Regions from separate parts of the Sus scrofa genome. Here regions 1 and 2 are each linked to region 3. Evidence: chromatin contacts called from public Hi-C and HiChIP or PLAC-seq data. All regions are on one chromosome and are shown on one strand. Each heading gives the region's core, a stretch centred on a gene start, on an enhancer-like site or on the middle of the called end of the contact. The rest is flanking DNA. Distances are from core to core; before and after follow the strand shown.

What was found. Hi-C and Micro-C count contacts between places; a contact is called where the count stands out from the background. HiChIP or PLAC-seq counts read pairs in DNA pulled down with a chosen protein or histone mark.
Region 1: a contact with region 3 is called in an H3K27ac HiChIP or PLAC-seq map of alveolar macrophages. The contact joins the promoter of PKD2 here to the enhancer-like site in region 3. A contact is called at or near these places in 1 of 5 promoter capture datasets (fetal liver), 8 of 47 Hi-C or Micro-C datasets (blood, epiblast stem cells, fetal heart ventricle and 5 more) and 2 of 2 datasets of contacts at active chromatin or transcription factors (alveolar macrophages and skeletal muscle).
Region 2: a contact with region 3 is called in a Hi-C map of retroperitoneal adipose tissue, with 2.2 times the contacts expected there. The contact joins two enhancer-like sites. A contact is called at or near these places in 1 of 5 promoter capture datasets (fetal liver), 13 of 47 Hi-C or Micro-C datasets (alveolar macrophages, blood, epiblast stem cells and 7 more) and 2 of 2 datasets of contacts at active chromatin or transcription factors (alveolar macrophages and skeletal muscle).

Annotation. Positions count from the first base shown.
Region 1 is chr8:131,056,899-131,060,356 of Sscrofa11.1, reverse strand. PKD2 (polycystin 2, transient receptor potential cation channel) reads left to right here and starts at 1,425. Exons shown (of 15, transcript NM_001245979.1): 1 at 1,425-2,197. The coding sequence starts at 1,597.
Region 2 is chr8:131,035,309-131,038,478 of Sscrofa11.1, reverse strand. It overlaps PKD2 (polycystin 2, transient receptor potential cation channel), which reads left to right. Exons shown (of 15, transcript NM_001245979.1): 4 at 1,163-1,413. Among named protein-coding and RNA genes, the nearest start is that of PKD2, 22 kb to the left of the region's middle. Within about 2 kb of position 1,433, at least 2 of the 83 cell types and tissues checked have an H3K27ac peak or open chromatin away from gene starts, as enhancers often do. A contact at or near this core is called in retroperitoneal adipose tissue, where this site is marked.
Region 3 is chr8:130,826,173-130,829,259 of Sscrofa11.1, reverse strand. No RefSeq gene overlaps it. Among named protein-coding and RNA genes, the nearest start is that of ABCG2, 26 kb to the left of the region's middle. Within about 2 kb of position 1,674, at least 9 of the 83 cell types and tissues checked have an H3K27ac peak or open chromatin away from gene starts, as enhancers often do. A contact at or near this core is called in alveolar macrophages and retroperitoneal adipose tissue, where this site is marked.

The DNA.
Region 1 (3,458 bases), core at 176-2,675, 230 kb before region 3:
GACATGAAGACAGAGTGAAGGCTGTATCCCATCTACAAGCCCAGGAGCAACGCCTCAGAAGAAACCAACCCTGCCGACACCTTGATCTTAGACTTCCAGCCTCTAGAATTGTGAGAAAAATTAATGTCTGTGGTTAGAGACACCCAGTCTGTGGTACCCCATTATGACAGCCCTAGAAGAAAAAAATGTATACACACACACATATGTGTGTGTGTGCGCATATATATATTTATAAATATGTATACATATAAAAATATATATACCTTATACACACACACATAGAAGAAGGTTTTGAAAATTCACTAAATCAAGATACGGACATTAAATGTTAACCTTTAAGCTGGCAGAAGCCTCCACAGGTGTCGAAGCATCAACGTGACACAAGCAGGTTTGGTTCTGGAAACACAATTTGGAAACAGTGGGGACCCCAAAGTGAAGGATGATGGTGGAACTGACAGACTAAAACAAGCCATCGGGGTTCTGGGCTACATTACTGCCAATGGGAATAAGCAACAGAGGTCCTATCAGGGAGACATTTGTGGGGCAGAAGTAACACAAGTCGGGGGAAATGATGTGGAGGAGAAGAGGAGAAAGGTGAGGCAACCCTGCAGAAGTGGGAGTGAGGATGCCTCAGATCTCACCTGGGGATACAGGAGGTGAGGCAGGCTGGAAAGAAGAGGGGGAAGGATAAATTTAGTTTGGGATGGGTGCAGTTGGAGACAGCTGCCAAGCATCGAGCTGGATGTGCTCCACAGAGCGGGAATTAAGCGCCGGAGCTCGGACCTGGCATGCGATTCTGTTACTCCCAGGTCAGTCCCGGCTGCAGCAGATGCGGTGGTGGGAAGGGGACGGCTGAGATCACGCGGAGCACCAGCGATCCGAGAGCCCCAAGGCCGAATCCTTGCGGTTCCCACAATGTGTGGAGAGAGGAGCCAACCAAAGATTAAAGAAACCATCCGAAAGGCAGCAGAGTCGGGACGAGGAGGGCCGCCAAGCGCCAAGTTAGTCAGCGTTAGGGGCTAGTTGGTCGTTTTCAAGTCAAAGCTTTCCTTTGCCTCCGCTGCAGACCAGCGCAGGCTGGGTTTCGCCTGTTCGCACCACCGTCCCCTAAAATGGTTCACCCCTCTCCCCGCACTTTGGTAAATCGAGGCAGAAGTGGCTGGGTGGGGGGAACGGAGACCCAAGCCTTATTTCAGGGTCGCGCAGCCAGGGACAGCTCCAGAAGCCCTTGGCTCGCGGGTGGACGGACGGCTCGGCGAGTCCCTCCCCGCCCGAGCCCTTCCACCCGAAAGGAATGCGGCCGCCCGCGCCCGGGCTCAGGCTGCACTTGGAACGCGGACCCGGGCGCCGCGCGCCGAGCGCGCGGACCACGGGGGCGGCTGCCTTGCGCCTCCCCCTGCAGCGCGCGGCGGCCGCCGGGCGAGGCGAGGCGAGGGGGAGGCGGGCCGAGGGGGCGGGCGAGGGACGCGGGACCGCGGGGAGGTCGGGGGCGGGGAGCAGGAGCCGCGGGCCCCGGGAAGAAAAGAACATGGCTCCTGCAGCGGGCAGCGCCGAGCGGGGCACCGGGCGAGGGCGCGCCTGCAGCCAGTGACCGCGATGGTGAACTCGAGCCGCGTGCAGCCGCAGCAGCCCGGGGACGCCCAGCGGCCGGCGGCGCCCCGAACGGCGGGCCCCGGGCGGCTGATGGCGGGCGGCGGGGCCGCGGGCGCTGGCCTCGCGGCCCCGGGCGGCCTCCGCGAGCAAAGGGGCCTGGAGATCGAGATGGAGCGCATCCGGCAGGCGGCCGCGCGGGACCCTCCGGCCGGAGCCTCGGCCTCTCCCTCTCCTCCGCTCTCGTCGTGCTCGCGGCAGGCGTGGAGCCGCGACAACCCCGGCTTCGAGGCCGAGGAGGAGGAGGAGGAAGACGAGGTGGAGGGAGAAGAAGGGGGCATGGTAGTGGAGATGGACGTGGAGTGGCGCCCGGGCAGCCGGAGGTCCGCAGCCTCTTCGGCCGTGAGCTCCGCGGGCGCCCGGGGCCGGGGGCTGGGGAGCTTCCACGGCGCCGGCCATCCGAGCGGGAGGCGGCGCCGGCGAGAGGACCAGGGCCCGCCGAGCCCCAGCCCGGCCGGCGGCGGGGACCCGCTGCACCGCCACCTCCCCCTGGATGGGCAACCGCCCCGAGTGGCCTGGGCCGAGAGGCTGGTTCGCGGGCTGCGAGGTAAGCGCGCGGGACCCGCAGCGGCTGATGCACGAACCAGAACCGCGGGCGCCGCGGGAGCCATCGCCCGCCGGGGCAGCTTTCCGGGGGCTCCACCTCGCGTACCCATTGCGTCCCCGCCTCCCCTGGAAGCGCCTTCCCCACCTCTGCTAAAGCTGCTCTATTTCCGGTGCCCATCGCTGAATTCCAGGGCGCCCTTGTTGGTGCAAACTTATTGGATACCTCCTTCTTCTAAAGGAAGACGTGCCTGCTTATCTTTACCTTTGGAAATAGTGAAAGCCGTAGTAGAGTGAAAGGGTACATCTGGAGATTTTTTTTTTTTTTTCTTGTTAGGGAAAAGAAAAACAGACTAATACAGATGGTGGTTGCAAGCACATATTTGCTCATTTTACCTAATTTTCTACCTAGTAGAAAAATTTGTCCTAGTACCCATGGTCTTCCGCCGGCCTGGATGCCCTAGTGCCCCTTATCCGATTCTGGAAAGGGTAGGCAGTTCAGCGGGAGGAGGGCCATTGAGTAGTTATTGATGGTTTGGTGTTGTGCACGGTTGTTTGCGGGAGAGGGAGCTGTTTTTTGAGAACACCACGAATAGGATAAAATAATGTCTGTTATTTGGCCTGCAATTCTAATTCTTTGTCTAAAATAGTTGCAAAGTGAATGTTAACGTTGTTAAGGATGTTTTTCAATAACTGACGTTCTTTGAAATTCCGGTGAAACAGTGACGTCATCAGATACCACCTGTGGGTAGATGTGTCGAGTTCAGTGCACCCAACCCGCCAAAAGGCAGCAGAGGCATTTTGGAATTTACCAGTGCCTGTTAACAGGACACAGTTTTTCCAAGAGCAGATGGGAGCCTGTTTTTGCAAAGTTTTGTCAGAGGCATCCTTGGAAACGAGTTGCATTGGCTCTTTCCATCCAAATGACTGTCATCTCCACTTTTAATACTTGACCATTCTCAGTTCTTTTGAAATTTCCCCTTCTCTTCTCCTGTCAGTTTTGAAAGTCTTGCACAAAAGACAATCCTGGTGTTTTTATAGACATGTGATTAACCCCAAGTCCCTCCGATACCCAAATCCCAGTTCTGCCACGCGGTCGCTGAGACGTCAGGCAAACTGCCTAACCTCTCTGATCCCCAGTTTTTGGATTTTTTTCAAAAAGGGATAATCATAATACTTAGTTCTTCATTTGGGAGATTAAATAAAAGGAGCCGTTATATGTAAAGCAAGTCTCTGCCATGTTGTGAATGCTGCATAAATATAAA
Region 2 (3,170 bases), core at 184-2,683, 210 kb before region 3:
GAAACGGCAGTGAGAGATACCATAGGAGAAATATTCAGCTGATCGGGGAGATAGGCTCAGAATCTAAAAAAATGGGGAGAGAAGCTGGAAATGATTGCTTCTTCCTGGGGAAATTCCTTCTGAAATTTTTATTAAACCCTGAGGTCAGAGCTGTTGTTTTTAAAGTCCGAGGAACTGGATTACAAGAACCTCAATATACCAACGAATGCCTGAAAATACTTGGCATCCAAAACCACACTTGCAGAATATGAATTTTTCCCACCCCAAGGGGACAGATCACTATTGATCATCTCATCAGGATGAAGCGCTGAGAAACAGCTGGGTCTGTTTTCCCCCTTAGACCAATGAAGGAGAGACTTCTCCCACCCACACGGCTCCGTGATAGCGTGCCACGCTGTGTAAATGGAGGGGCAGAGGGGATAGAGCATTCACCGTGGGAAAAAATAGTCCAGACAGTGGAAAGATCCAGCAGGAGTTCCTGTTGAGGCGCAGCAGAAACGAATTTGACCAGCAATCCATGAGGATGTAGGTTCCATCTCTGGCTTCACTCAGGGAGTTAAGGCTCTGGCTTTGCGGTGAGCTGTGGTGTAGGTGGCGGGCGCATCTCGGATCCGGTGTTGCTCTGGCATAGGCCGGCAGCTGCAGTTCCGATTCATCCTCTAGCCTGGGAACTTCCATGTGCCACAGATGCAGCCCTAAAAAGACCACACACACACACACACACACACAAATCCACCAGATAGCAGATGGGTCATCAAAACTATATAGTCTTTTCTTCTCTAATGGTCGCGAGCCATGACTGTGAGGGCTGCTGTTTTAATGAGGGAAGGTGAAATTGATCATGGTTATGGATTTATGCAAACGGCACCCTCTCCCCAGCCTTTAGAACCAGACTGAAAATCAGAGTTACCATTTATGAAGCCCCCACACTGTGTCAGGAGTAACAACCCTACAAAGGATAGACACTGCAGATGCTCAGGGCCTCCCAGCTACCAAGACAATGACGGGGCAGGATCCACCCACACCTCTGACAGCAAGACCCACCCTTGTCATGCTACCAGGTTCACGCAGTTGCTGAGCTCTTGGTGACACAGACCTTCCAGGAAGGAGCAAGGCGGCCTCTGAGCTGGGAGCCTCTCAAAAATGTTTCCTTTGCTTTTAGTTCGCAGAAGGCGCCTTGTTGGACGGGCTCTACTGGAAGACACAGCCCAGCAACGGAACGGAAGCCCATAACCGAAGCTTCATCTACTACGAGAACCTTCTGTTAGGGGTTCCTCGTATACGGCAGCTGAGAGTCAGAAATGGATCCTGTTCCATCCCCCAGGACTTGAGAGATGAGATTAAAGAGTGCTACGACGTCTACTCCGTCAGCAGTGAGGACAGGGCTCCATTTGGTCCAAGAAATGGAACCGCGTAAGTGTCGGTGGCTCTGGCCGCGGGCCCTGGCCTCTCAGAGATGCTCCGACCTTTCATTCTCCAGCCCCTTCCCCAGGGAGGAGATGCTGCCAGTGCTTATTGTTAAGGCTCTGGCCAAACGTCAGTGTCCCAGGTTTTCTACACCGTCTACCCCCTTTCAGCTTCTGCGTACGTATTTTGCAAAAGGCTAAATCATTGCCTCTGTGACCCGTAGGAAAGAAGCTTCTTGAGCTTTCGAAGGTTTGAAGGTTTACGAGGCCTCCATCCTGTTTCTATAGATGCAGTCACATGGTTCGCTAGGTTGTCACTGGAAAAGTTTCTGGGACAGAAATTCTTTTTTATCGGCGCTTAGAAAGAAATTTTGTGTTCAGAGTCCAGTTATTTAAAGTGTATGGTAAGCGTGTGAGGCAGGCGTCACTGTCTGGTTTAACGTCTGTCCTCAGACGTGTGTTTGTGATTTTTGAGCGCGCATCTGCATTGTGCGTGTTGGCAGGCATTTGGGCTGCTCTTTGGTAACCATACTTAAAACATCTTGTGTGTGAAGGAAGACAGTCATTATTTCTGGAGTGACTATAGTTATTATAAAAAAATGAGACCATCTCTCAGGCTGTCCCAAGGAGGACCTTTCAGGCACCTGTCCCGAAGGAGTCACTGTGGTTAGAACTGTCTTTTAAGCTTGGCTGAGCCAGTTCTTTCACCTCTAGATCCCTTTCTCGGGAACTGAGACATGGGAATCCAGATTGGTGAACACACGGTGGGGGGCAAACCCTTTTTCTGATTCAGATTCTTTGCCTGCCATCCAGGACACACCCTTTTTAGTACGCAGCCCTATAAGAAACAAACTTCGTAAACATCAGAAGGTTTAGAGTAAAGAAGCTGAGTCTCAAAAGACGTTTTTTCCAGGTCATGATAGTGATTTTGGTCTCTTGTGCTCCTTTTTCTAGTTTCAGCAAAGCAGTAGCTTGCGCTTATCTCTTAGCGTGTCACCAAAAAGAGATTTATGCAGCCTCTGCGCCCTGCCGGATGCTATTTAAGAACTGAATCTCCTCTACTTTTCATAAAACAACTGTGAAAGGGATCTCAGCTCCGTGTTATAGATGAAAAACAGAGGCTCACTTACCCAAAGTGTCACTGCTAGAAAAGCGAACCAGGCTGGGATGTAACCCGCCTGACTCCAAAACCCCTATTTCTTCTATGTTACTTCTTCCATATGAATTATGTCGCTGGGGTGGCTGCTTCTGCCCTCCGCTTCCCATCAGAATTCAGGATTCTCGAGGGCGGGGACCCTGCTTTGTTCACTGCTGTATTTCTGAGGCTTCGAACAATGCCTGGAACATCCACTATCTGTTGGATGCACAGTGAGTAAGTGATTCCTTCTGCAGGCTGGGCTGCAAAAGGGATTCTTCCAGTGTGTATCTAAAGCATCCCTGGTCTTGCCAGGCTCTGAGGTACTCCCATTTCGCCTTCCCTTCAACCCCAGACCTCTCAAAGCATAGTCTTCACTGGCCACCGCCCTACCGTCAATTCACCCCTTCAAGCTTAAGCCCTGGCTGTCGACATCTCTCTTGGAAGCTGCCAGCAGTTTTGTTCAGTTTGCTGATCCGAGGAATGATCGGCCTTCCCAGCCTCCTCCTCCTCAGCCTCTCTGCAGGATGCAGCTGTCGATTGCTTGTGCTTTTGTCTCTGATGAGTGACCCTGAACTTGGAGTTCTCTTAATTCTGCCACCTCCTCCTTCTCTTTTGTGCCCTGATTC
Region 3 (3,087 bases), core at 425-2,924:
GTAGAAAAGGGGTACACAACTCTACAAATTTACTAAAATTCATTGACTTGTACACTTAAAATGTATGGTATATAATTTTCAAGGAAGCAATTTTAAAGTAGTTTAAAGCCAATAAACAAAATATATGTGTGTGTGTATACACACATACATATGCACATATCTATTCATTTAAGACTTTTAAGAAACTGCATAAAATTATAGGTAGTGTGCCCTCTCATACATCACACTGGAAGCCTATGTGTTAACTTGGGTCACTGTAATTTATTTTCTTTTTCTTTTTTTTTTAATTTTTGCTTTTTTAGGGCCCCACCTGAGGCACATGGAAGTTCCCAGGCTAGGGATCAAATCAGAGCTGTAGCCGCCAGCCTACTCCACAGCCACAGCAACGCCAGATCCTTAACGCACTGAGCGAGGCCAGGGATCAAACCCGCATCTTCATTAACCACTGAGACACAAAGGGAACTCCAACTTGGGTCATTTTTATATGTATCTCAGAATAAATCTTCTCTTGTCATCTCTGTTTAATCAGAGAAAAATCATAAAATTGTAAGATGAACAAAACAATACAAAAACCTGAACTATCTCCAACTACTCATCTGAATCAGATTTTTCTCAATACTGTATGACCAAATGCAGAAATAAATTTATTTCAGAGGCTTTCTGCAACTATAATAAACCCTTCTCACAATATTTCTGTGCTCATCAAAAATACTGTTTTTATTGACTGACTTCCTAATAGTAAATGTGTACATTTTAATATATAAATATTAATAAATATATTTTAATATATTGGAGTTGTGCATTTATTTTATTTTTATTTTTTTTTATTTTTGTCTTTTTGCTATTTCTTGGGCTGCTCCCGCGGCATATGGAGGTTCCCAGGCTAGGGGTCGAATCAGAGCTACAGCCACCAGCCTATGCCAGAGCCACAGCAATGCTGGATCCGAGCCCGCGTCTGCGACCTACACCACAGCTTACGGCAACGCCGGATCGTCAACCCACTGAGCAAGGGCAGGGACCGAACCTGCAACCTCATGGTTCCTAGTCGGATTTGCTAACCACTGTGCCACGACGGGAACTCCATGTGCATTTATTTAAAAAAAAATTTAACTGTTTCTGGTGTGAAGAAAAAAAAAATCTAGGGATTTCCCATCACGGCTCAGCATGTTATGAACCCAGCTAGTATTCATGAGGACGCACACAGGTTCAATCCCTGGCCTCACTCAGTGGGTTAAGGATCTGGCATTGCTGTGAGCTGTGGTGTAGGTCCCAGTTGCATCTGGGATCTGGTGTGGCTTTGGCTGTGGTGTAAGCCGGCAGCTATTCAACCCCTAGCCTGGGAAATTCCATATGCCGCAGGTGTGACCCTAAAAAAGCAAAAGCAAAAAAAAAAAAAAAAAATCTAATTCTCCTGGGCAACAGGTGTTACAAAAAGATTAAGCTTAACTACATTTTTACTAGTAGGATGTTTAGAAATACATTTGGTTTAAAGTAGCACTTTGTTATCATTCCCTGAGGCTCCCATGAAGGTAGATGGGATTTTACTTAGACAGCAAACGTTTATCTTCAAAAAACCATTTTTTAAAAAATCAGATGTTCCATTTCCTCCTTTACCCAACATTTATAGAAACATAGAGTGTTCTTTCTCTCTTCCTCTTTCCTGTTGGCTGGAATCCAAACATGACTGGAGTTCCCATCACTATTTTGGAGCACGAGATGACTGAGCATAGAAGCTACATGTGGCAAAGCAACAACATAGAAGGAATGAGAGTTCCTGAAACCCTGGAATTACTACACTGTCTCTGGAATGTCTACCTCTGGGTTTCTTGAACAAGAGAGATAAACACCCATCCTGTTTTATATCACGGTCTTACAACTAAACTTAACTGTAATGAGTAGACTGAGATCACAGTAGTGCTACAGAGGGAGCAGTAGGCCAAATCTCTGAGTTTGGAAGTGCTTGGCATCTTCAGGGCGCAGCAAGGTAATCGAGCTAAGGTATCAGTAATGAGAGGGAGACATGGAGGAGACTGGGAGGTAAATGCAGAGGCAGATGGTATAGGGTTCGTTGATGCTTTGAGCTTTTGTTTGTTTGTTTTTCTTTTTATGGCCATACTTTCAGCATATGGAAGTTCCCGTGTAAGGGGTTGAATCAGAGCTGCAGCTGCTGGCCTGTGCCACAGTCACAGCAACAGGGGATCTGAGCCACATCTTTGACCTATGCCACAGATCAAGGCAATGCCAGATACTTAACCCACTGAGCAAGGCCAGGGATCAAACCCGAATCCTCACGGATACTAGTCACATTTTTAACCCACTGAACCACAATGGGAACTCTTGAGCATGTATTTGGATGTAGAAAACCAGTGGAGGGCTTTGAGAAGAAAAGTGACTTGATTGATTTATATTTTAAAAGAATTCCTTGGCAGAGAATAGACTGATGCTAATATATTAAATCCATACAATGGGAACATAACTATTACAGTATTCTCTATACTTCTTTTATGTGTTTAAAATATTCTAGTGTTGATCTTAAAAATGAAAGTCAGCTATTTTACTGGCAAAATAAATGGACTTACCTGGGAATAGCAGAGAATTATAAAACAAAATGGACCAAAATGGCAAATACCATAGGCAAGTCCAATGAACAGAGGAAAGGAACATTATTTTACATAGAAAATAGGAGAAGTTGGGAGAGGTAGTTTAGAATCAAAGTCCATTGAAGAAAAGTGAGAATTTGAAGTGATGACATTTTCTCATTGGCTGAGTCACTAGCGTAGTGGGTATTTTTTTTTTTAATATTTATTTATTTATTTTGTCATGTTAGGGCCACACCTGCTGCACATGGAAGTTCCCAGGCTAGGGGTCGAATCAGAGCTGCAGCTGCCAGCCTACACCACAGCCACAGCAATGTGGGATTCAAGCCACATCTATGGCCACAGGTCACAGCAATTCTAGATCCCCAACCCACTGAGTGAGGCCAGGGATTGAACGCACGTCCTCATGGATACTAGTCGGGTTTGTTACCCCTGAGCCACAACAGAAACTCCTTAATTTTTATTTATTTAGTTAGTTTTTTAGGGCCAC